Linked DNA regions of Gossypium hirsutum: region 1 is linked to region 2. The links are chromatin contacts, called in public Hi-C maps. All regions are on one chromosome and are shown on one strand. Each heading gives the region's core, a stretch centred on a gene start, on an enhancer-like site or on the middle of the called end of the contact. The rest is flanking DNA. Distances are from core to core; before and after follow the strand shown. Region 1 has its middle 6.8 kb from the start of LOC107902442. Region 2 holds the start of LOC107902388 (dephospho-CoA kinase).

The links. Hi-C and Micro-C count contacts between places; a contact is called where the count stands out from the background.
Region 1: a contact with region 2 is called in a Hi-C map of leaf, with 2.7 times the contacts expected there. The contact joins the enhancer-like site here to the promoter of LOC107902388 in region 2. A contact is called at or near these places in 6 of 34 Hi-C or Micro-C datasets (fibers, leaf and seedling).

The regions. Positions count from the first base shown.
Region 1 is chrD04:867,650-871,627 of Gossypium_hirsutum_v2.1, forward strand. No RefSeq gene overlaps it. Among protein-coding and RNA genes, the nearest start is that of LOC107902442, 6.8 kb to the right of the region's middle. Within about 2 kb of position 2,107, at least 2 of the 9 cell types and tissues checked have an H3K27ac peak or open chromatin away from gene starts, as enhancers often do. A contact at or near this core is called in leaf, where this site is marked.
Region 2 is chrD04:833,067-837,371 of Gossypium_hirsutum_v2.1, forward strand. LOC107902388 (dephospho-CoA kinase) reads right to left here and starts at 2,804. Exons shown (of 4, transcript XM_016828591.2): 1 at 2,406-2,804; 2 at 2,031-2,206; 3 at 1,801-1,946; 4 at 726-1,346. The coding sequence starts at 2,138. The coding sequence ends at 908.

The DNA of each region.
Region 1 (3,978 bases), core at 857-3,356, 34 kb after region 2:
CATTATATTTCCCTTCCCTTTATTAAGGATATACAAAATTAGAAGTTTAGATCTCGCATCAATGTCTTATGGCCCAAATACTTATGAGTTGACCCATAGTTTTCCCTTTATTGTTAAAACACATTCATCTGTTCAATTACTTACATATAATAACCCATTATGGCACAGAGAATCAGAGCATGATGTCATGTCACATTTTTTTAACTTATTCATTTACGCACTTCCTTTTTAACTTATTAAGCTTATAACCATCAGTAACCTTAAGTAAAATGTAGATAGACAAGACCATCCAGACACAACCAGAGAGTATATAAGTGCTTGACCATAAAGTACCATATCTCATCCTTCCAAAACAACACCATAAAGCAAATAAGTGTTAGTTTGCCAAAACACACCAGGGAGCACGTAAATGTTAAGCTTGAAGGCATCAAATAGTGCACATGAGTGTAGAGCTCGAAGGCAATAAAGAGTGTACATACTAAATTCAAGGCTAAAAGGCATAAGAGAAATGCATGTAGTCCCTATTAGCATACCAATCATATCCCAACTTAAAAAATTATTTCAACATATAGGTACTCAATCATACAAATGATTCATATATTTATATGCATATCATAGCTACATTCAAGTGTTCCATGTCACATATACGCATAACACGATTATCTACTTGAGTAGCAGTTACTAAAATATTTATTTTTAAATGCACACAATTCAAGATCAAGATCTATTTAATGTTTTAGAAATTATACTTACTAACCTTTACCATAAAAAAAAAATCAGAATATTCACACAAGTGAATTAATTCCAAAACTTTTTATAATTACCTTTTTTATTTTGCTGCCAGACGGTTTTGACCTTCCTTCGGTTAAAAATGTTTATCTTTAATACATAATTCATAATTCATTACCATTTATTCCATTATAAACTAGATTCAATAATCATTTCATACATATAAGGATCATATTCTAATTCATTTTATACAATTTATAACAATTTTTCGAAGTTGAAACATGGGAAACTACTAACACTTTAACCTTGACACACTAAAATAAATTTATCTCATTTTAAAAAAATTCAAACACAAGTTTCATTTGTTCTAATAAAAATTAGTATCATTAAGATTTTTGACCATATATGGTTCAAATTTTAATTAAATTTCTAAAATTTTTGGTAAATTTTTAAAGTTACATGTGACACCCCACACCCAACTTGATTGTCGGATCCGACGGTGTAACATCACAGTACGTTGCTAAAGCAACTCATATCAAACATACACAACATTCCATATAATTAAATCTCATAAATACTTTTCGAACATAATCTAATTGAGTTGTTAAGACTATAGAAGATCCAATACACATAAAAAAATAAATATCAATGGCTAGAGGATAAATTTCCATGCATCTTTTAGTTAAGTTTTCATGTTTTAATATTTATGAGCATGTTTATATTTTGCATAAAATATTTAGAGATATCTAAAAAATTGAAGGAAACCATACAAAAAAAAGGGGGGGGACATGAAGACTTTTGTTCCTTCTTTTGGGGTTTCAATTTTTTAGAAAGAGGAGAGTGAAGGTTTTGTTTGTTAGTTTCGATTATTAGAAGAAGCCATGAGAGTTGAGGGAATATGAAAGAAGAAAGGAGAGTTGAAAGAGAGGGATTTTTTTTCAAAGTTTATTATTAAAAAAATTTAATTTTGCAATTGCGTACGAATAAACCCATAATTAATTGAATAATGATTTATAATTTAGTGGTGATTAATATTAAGTTTCTTAACAATTAAAACAAAAATAAAAAAAGTAAGGATCAAATTGACAAAAAGTTTAAAGCTTGAGGGGTTAAATTTGTAATTGTACCTAATATTTTAACATAGTTAACCGTAAAAGTTAATGGAGGGACTGGAAATGAGCAAATCAAAAAGTAAAAGAACCAATTTTAAGCAAATAAAAGTAGAGTGACTAAAACTACACAAGTCAATAAGTGCAGGGACTATCCTTGAAGTTTAACCTCATATTAATTAGTGGGGCACATTTTCAAGCTTTGTAGAACTCCAATAAAAGCTTGGGCTTGTGGATGATTGATAACTAGGGTTATTTGGGCTCTTGATAATGGAGAAATGTATTTGGGTCACTTAGGATGTATTCCGCACTTCGAATCCAATTAGGGCATACATTAGGAAATTTTATTTTATGGATGATTCCCATCACATTATATATGGTCATTTTTCAATTATTTTATGGTATTTCAACAATTTTTTTATGTTATTGACACATAATTTTAGTATTTTCTTTATCTTAAACCCCAAACTTAGAATCTCGAACCTTAAACATTGAATCTCGAACCCTAAACTTAAAGCCGAATTTAAGTTTGGGTTCGGGGTTTGGTTTTGGAGTTCAAGTTTAGAGTTCGAGATTTTAATATTCAAGTAAAAAAATTATCAATATTATGTGTCAATGACATGGAAAAAATTGCTGAAATGTCATTAAATAATTAGAAATTGACTGTGGTGGGAATTATCCATAAAATAATTTCTCGCACATTAGTATTTGAATTTAGTAACTTTTTTCAATTTTGGTTCATATAATGACGTAACACTCAAAAATTGTCACATCATCACCTAATTTTTTTTTTATAAAAAACAGTCGTTTTTAGGTGATTGCATGACACGATATTAAAATATCACATCAATTATTCAAGTTTATCATACTAAAATGTATTTTTTTTTCTTTCTTATTTTGTTTTGAAAATTTTTTCAAATATATATGGTGTAACAAGATTTTAATTAATTTTTTAATTTAACTCATACAATTTCACTCAATTCGACTTGATTTCATTTCAGTCGATTCAATTAAAAAAATTAAATCGAGTCAGAATGATAAAATAAGACTCAACAACTCGATTAACTTAAAATTTTTTCATTCAATTCGACTTAATCCAATCGAACGATAACCCCAACCACAACTTCTAAAACCTAAATCCATTAAAGAAATTTAATTAGTTCAAATCTTGATGGTCTAATTGTGTTTTCCAATACCATCTTTGTTTATTCAAGTGCACAGGAAACTTGAATACAAGTTGTACAATTTTGTATTCCCATGTCTCAATTAGTATACTATAATTTTCTTGGGATTAGACCATTACACTATAATATATAATATCCATTTAATTTTCTTAATTTAATGTCGGCTTTTTTTGACACAATATTTAAAATTATTCATAGCGTCTCTCAATCTATAGATAGGAGGATAATGCGTTTCAACACACTCAAACACCAATTTGATTGAATTAGGTTAAATTTTAAAATGTTTTATAGGCGAGAAAAAGAGGAGAGGATAACATGAAGAGAAGTTGAAAGAGAAAAAGAGAAATTGGAGATAATAAAAGAGGTGGGGCCAGCATTCCTTGACTCACGAATCTTTGTCTGCCTTGTGCACTGGCAAACGACCAGTTCCATTTCAATGTCTGAATCAAACCTTAGCTGGTTTAACCAATTTGTTTTTGTTTTCATTCAAATCCCCATATTTTCAATTTTGAAATATAGATTCTGATAATATTTATTTTTTACGAGAGCTTATTTAAAATTATTCGTAGTCTTTTCTTAATTCATAAATAGGAGGATAATATACTTTAATATGTTCGGATTTACGTTCTCTTGTATTGATAATAATACTCATACCAATCGAATTAAGACTCAATTCTATTTTTTTAAATAGTGAGTGTTATTTCATATTTTTAAAATGACAGAAAGAGTAAATGGAAAATATATAAAGGTGGGTGTTGACTTTGGTTAAAAAAAGGATATTTATTGAAGATCCCAAGGAGATTAAATGCCTAGAGACCCGGCAAAGGCAAAGGCAACACACCTCCTTCATCTCTGTCTGTGTCATCATCTCAACAGAAATTCCGCAGAATCTTGATGCATGCTTGCTTTTGTTTCACTATCAATTTCAAACCCCTACTTCCTTCTTCGGTCAACAT
Region 2 (4,305 bases), core at 1,554-4,053:
CTTAATGCTGTATACAACCACACTTAAGGGGACTTATCTCAGTGAGTAGATCAATCATTGCGGTATTTGCCTTCAACTAGACCAAAAGAAGCTGTAGAATAGGTCAAGGCAGTAAAGTGTGAAGCATATTATACCTGGGAAGACTCAATTAAGCACTACCACAGATGATGAATGCTAAGTAGAGAACAACCAAATCATAAAACAAGGCAATTAAAAAATGTAGTAGTTAAACTCAAGTATGTTATTCAAGTAATAACAGAAGATTCAGGTTTAATTATGACCCCGGGGAAGGAGGAGGTGGGGGTGGAACTTACAGAATCAATCCTAGAAAGTAATCAGCAGCCAGGAGATTTATGGAACCAAGTGAGCTGAAGTACTTTTCCACTACAATCAATGAAATCTCTTCAGCCTGGTGTGAACTCAGTAAGCCTGCAGTAGCAACAAAAAGGTACCTACATCTATGGTCCTAAAGTTAAAAGAAAAAACAGAAACCAATTCCATAATTTCATTCTATGGCATGAAAATAATCAGAAGCAAGTTCAATTTTACATCAGGCATCCTTGGTCTCGCTAACAATATAGTCAGATTCACATCTAGATTGTTAAATGATTATTCAGTTTCATACCAAGAAACTTAAAGAGTTTGAAAGTAAATCTAAGTTTCATGGTGTAAAAAACTTAGTTTATCACAGTTAGCAATCGAAAGAAAACCAACATTCTACAACCTTTAAGTGAAAGGTGCAGTAGTGAATTCTTAAATATAAAATTGGCAGGAGTAAGCATAATTCATCTTATTTGCTGTCATTTAAAACTACAACAACATCACCTCCTCTTCAATAATAGACTAGATTTATAGCCAGTTTGAAACCACAAGTTGGTGCCTTGGTGGTGATTGTAGTACCTATAAATTACCAAAATAATTTCTTGCCTGCAAGAACACCTATTATCACACCAAGTAAAGCTGACAAGGCTCCATCCCTTGAAAGCCAGAATTCAGTCCATGTCAAGGGCCTTTTGACCTGCGACAGTACCTCACTGAACCTTTCCTGCAAGTCCTGACGTGATCCAGTGTTATCTATCACAATATCTGCTTGGCTCTTCTTCAAATCTAGAGACATTTGAGCATTGATCCTGTTTCTGGCATCCTCCTCTGTCGAATTATCTCTTTCCATAAGTCGTCGAAGTTGTGTTTCAGGATCAACCCATACAACAACAATTGGTTTTGTCCACTTATCCATCTTGGCCTCAAACAACAACGGAATGTCTAGAACGATCACCTTATGACCTTTTATCCAAAGCTTGAAAATTTCTAAAAATATGCCAGAAGATATATAGGGAGCCAATAACCTACGAGAAGAAAATTAACCAAATTAAGGAATCAATACAATCTGCAGTTTCAAGACAAGTTAAATGACAGATGATCCATAATCAAGCCTCCCTAGATTATACCTCCAGGGATAAAAGGACACTTATATTTTCCGCCATTTAGCCTAGGCGAAAATTAAACATCAAAGTACTAGAATTTGACCTCCATGATTTGAGAACCACAAGGTGACATAATATCAATTTGCTACAACATTGACAAAATCATGCATACAAAACAAACTAAAGAAAAACCAAATTTTACACTAAAAATGCTAATAAAATTTGCAATTTGGAGATAAAATTCTGACCTCCAGGACTAGTATAGACTACCGGATAAGTATAATAGTAGAGAAACAAAGCTTTTAAGCTATTCCAAACAAGAAGCTGAGTTTAAAATATTTAAAAAGGTAGAGGATGAAATTAATGAAAAATCAACCGGTTAAGGAGTTGACGTTTGGAGGCATCAGAGAAGACAATTCGTCCCAATTTCAAACGATCAACTTGGTCATCATCTTGTAGAATGTCCGGTCCGAACGCCGCCACCACTTTTTTGTACCCGCCAGAGTTCTTCTTCAAGGCATCCTGCAAAAAAAAAGTACCAGTTCGTAATTTCAATCAAACAGGTGATATGCCCCCAAAAAATTGAAAAAAAAAAAGGGAGCGTACCCGAGCGATGATGTCAGCATCGACGACGGGAATATGGTTGTGCTTGAACATGGAAGAGACAGTACTCTTCCCTGAAGCAATCCCCCCGGTCAGTCCTACTAACCTCATTTTTGCTCCCTGTTTCAGATCTTTCCCTTTGACCAATCCCCTGTTTCCTTCGCCGCTTACCTTACTACCTACTTTATTAAAAAAAAATTTAACAAATCTCCAGATGCCCAATTTCGTATATAATTACTGTTAATTAAACTTAATTAACAATTTAAAAAAAAAGAAGAAGAAGGTGATTTCATATTTGAAATGATTTAATTCCAATTACAAATTAAATTAGATTTCCGATTCAAAAATAGACGTGTAACATATGAAATATAGAAATACCGAAGATAGAGAAATAAAACTCGTGTCACCAACACCCTTTGGATCCCAAAAGAACCCAGCAGCATTCGGCTTTCTTTGTTTCTGCCCAAAATGGCTCAACTTACCACCTCATTTACACACACCTGAAAGTGGAGCACACCATACACAGTAGTACAATGTCGTAAATTTGGGGTAAATTAGAAAAAAAACTGATTTTTTATAATAAAAAAAATTAAAGAAACAAGCTGATTTATGTGATATTTATCGAAAAATGTAAAAATGCGTGGCTAAATGCGTCTAGCAAGGCCCGCTTTATTACACAGACAACTAAATGATCCTTTTAGATGCGATTTCACTCTGACTAGGTCAAAAAACAAGCTTCGTTAGAAGCTTTTTTCCCCAAACATCGAATTTCTTAATGACAATAAAAATGATTAGTTTTATTTTTATATAAACCCAAGCATTTTCCTCATTTTTTCATTTAAATCTATTTCTTTCGGTCTCTCAATTGTCTCAACTTTTTAATTCTAAAATTTCAATTAAAACTCTCTCAAATTTATCTTGATTTAATTCTTTATTTCGATTTTTAGTCGTTTTAATTGAATTTTGCAATGGCAAATACTCTTATTCGTTTGAATGACAATAATATTTTCATGGTCTAATTGTAAATGGTAAGAAAATATTTCTATTTTTTTAATTTTATTTAAGTTCATTATTAAGTTATTAGAATTATTAAATTTTAAAAAAATTTACTTTTTTCTAATCAGGCGGAATATCGGATTTTGGAGACATGACAATCTATCTTCAAGTGCATCGCCTACAAGTCAACCCTACTTGGAAGATGCAGGATTCTTGCGCATGTCCCATATGCTAGGGGTGTAAAATAGACCCCCACACTTATCAACGCAGTGATGGAAAGATGGAGACCTGAGACATATTCCATTTTACGTGCGGTGAGTGTACAATCACACTCGAGGATGTTCAATTACATCTCGATTTATTGATGGATAGGCCACTCGTTATGTGATCAGTGGTCGTTGCCGGTTGGAGCACAAATTGCGAGCAATTGTTAGGCAAGGTGCCGGACAAGTTTTACGGTAGCCAGATAGAGTTGAAATGGTTGCAAGATAGTTTCAAATATATGTACGAGATAGTTCGAGTGCCTTTGAAAGAAAACAGCATGCCTGAGCATACATTTTGAGGTTAATCGAGGGTGTTCTAATGCTTCAATAAATCTCGAACTCTTGTACATTTAAGGTGGTTGCGACAACTCGTCGACTTAAAAGAAACAAGCCGACTCAATTGGAGATCAATCATGCTGGCGACGTACCAAGAGATATGTCAGGCTACACAACTAAAATAAAATAAAATCGGTAACAAGGTAAATTTTATTCACTCGTAACAAGGTAAAATTCATTTGATAATATAGTAACCACAATAATTTTTTTTTTTTGCATTCTTATATTTTTAAATTGACATTTTATTTGAATTAACATATTATTTGAATAGGTGAAACTATAGCTCAAGTTATATGGAACTACCGAAGGAGCTCAAAGATATCAGTCTATTGTTGGATCAACAATCGAAAGTCGAGGTTAGTTTTTTAAAAAATTTCAATCATATAATATTGAAATAATGATTTCAAATTAATACTAAGTAGATAATGAACTTTATTATTTCGTATTATAGTTTGAATGGACATCATACTTTGATCCGGGAATTCAACAATGCATCCCATCCAAAATGTTAGTCAATCCCAATATCTGGCATATTCACGTGCCATTGATTGTATACGCCATAGTGGAGATGTATACTAACATTCATGTAGCAAGAATGGATGGGAAGAATGCCACAAGCCATGGATCAAAGCTCGTCACTAATGGGCACAAAACGTCTCATGGAGGTTAACAGATAATGGAGC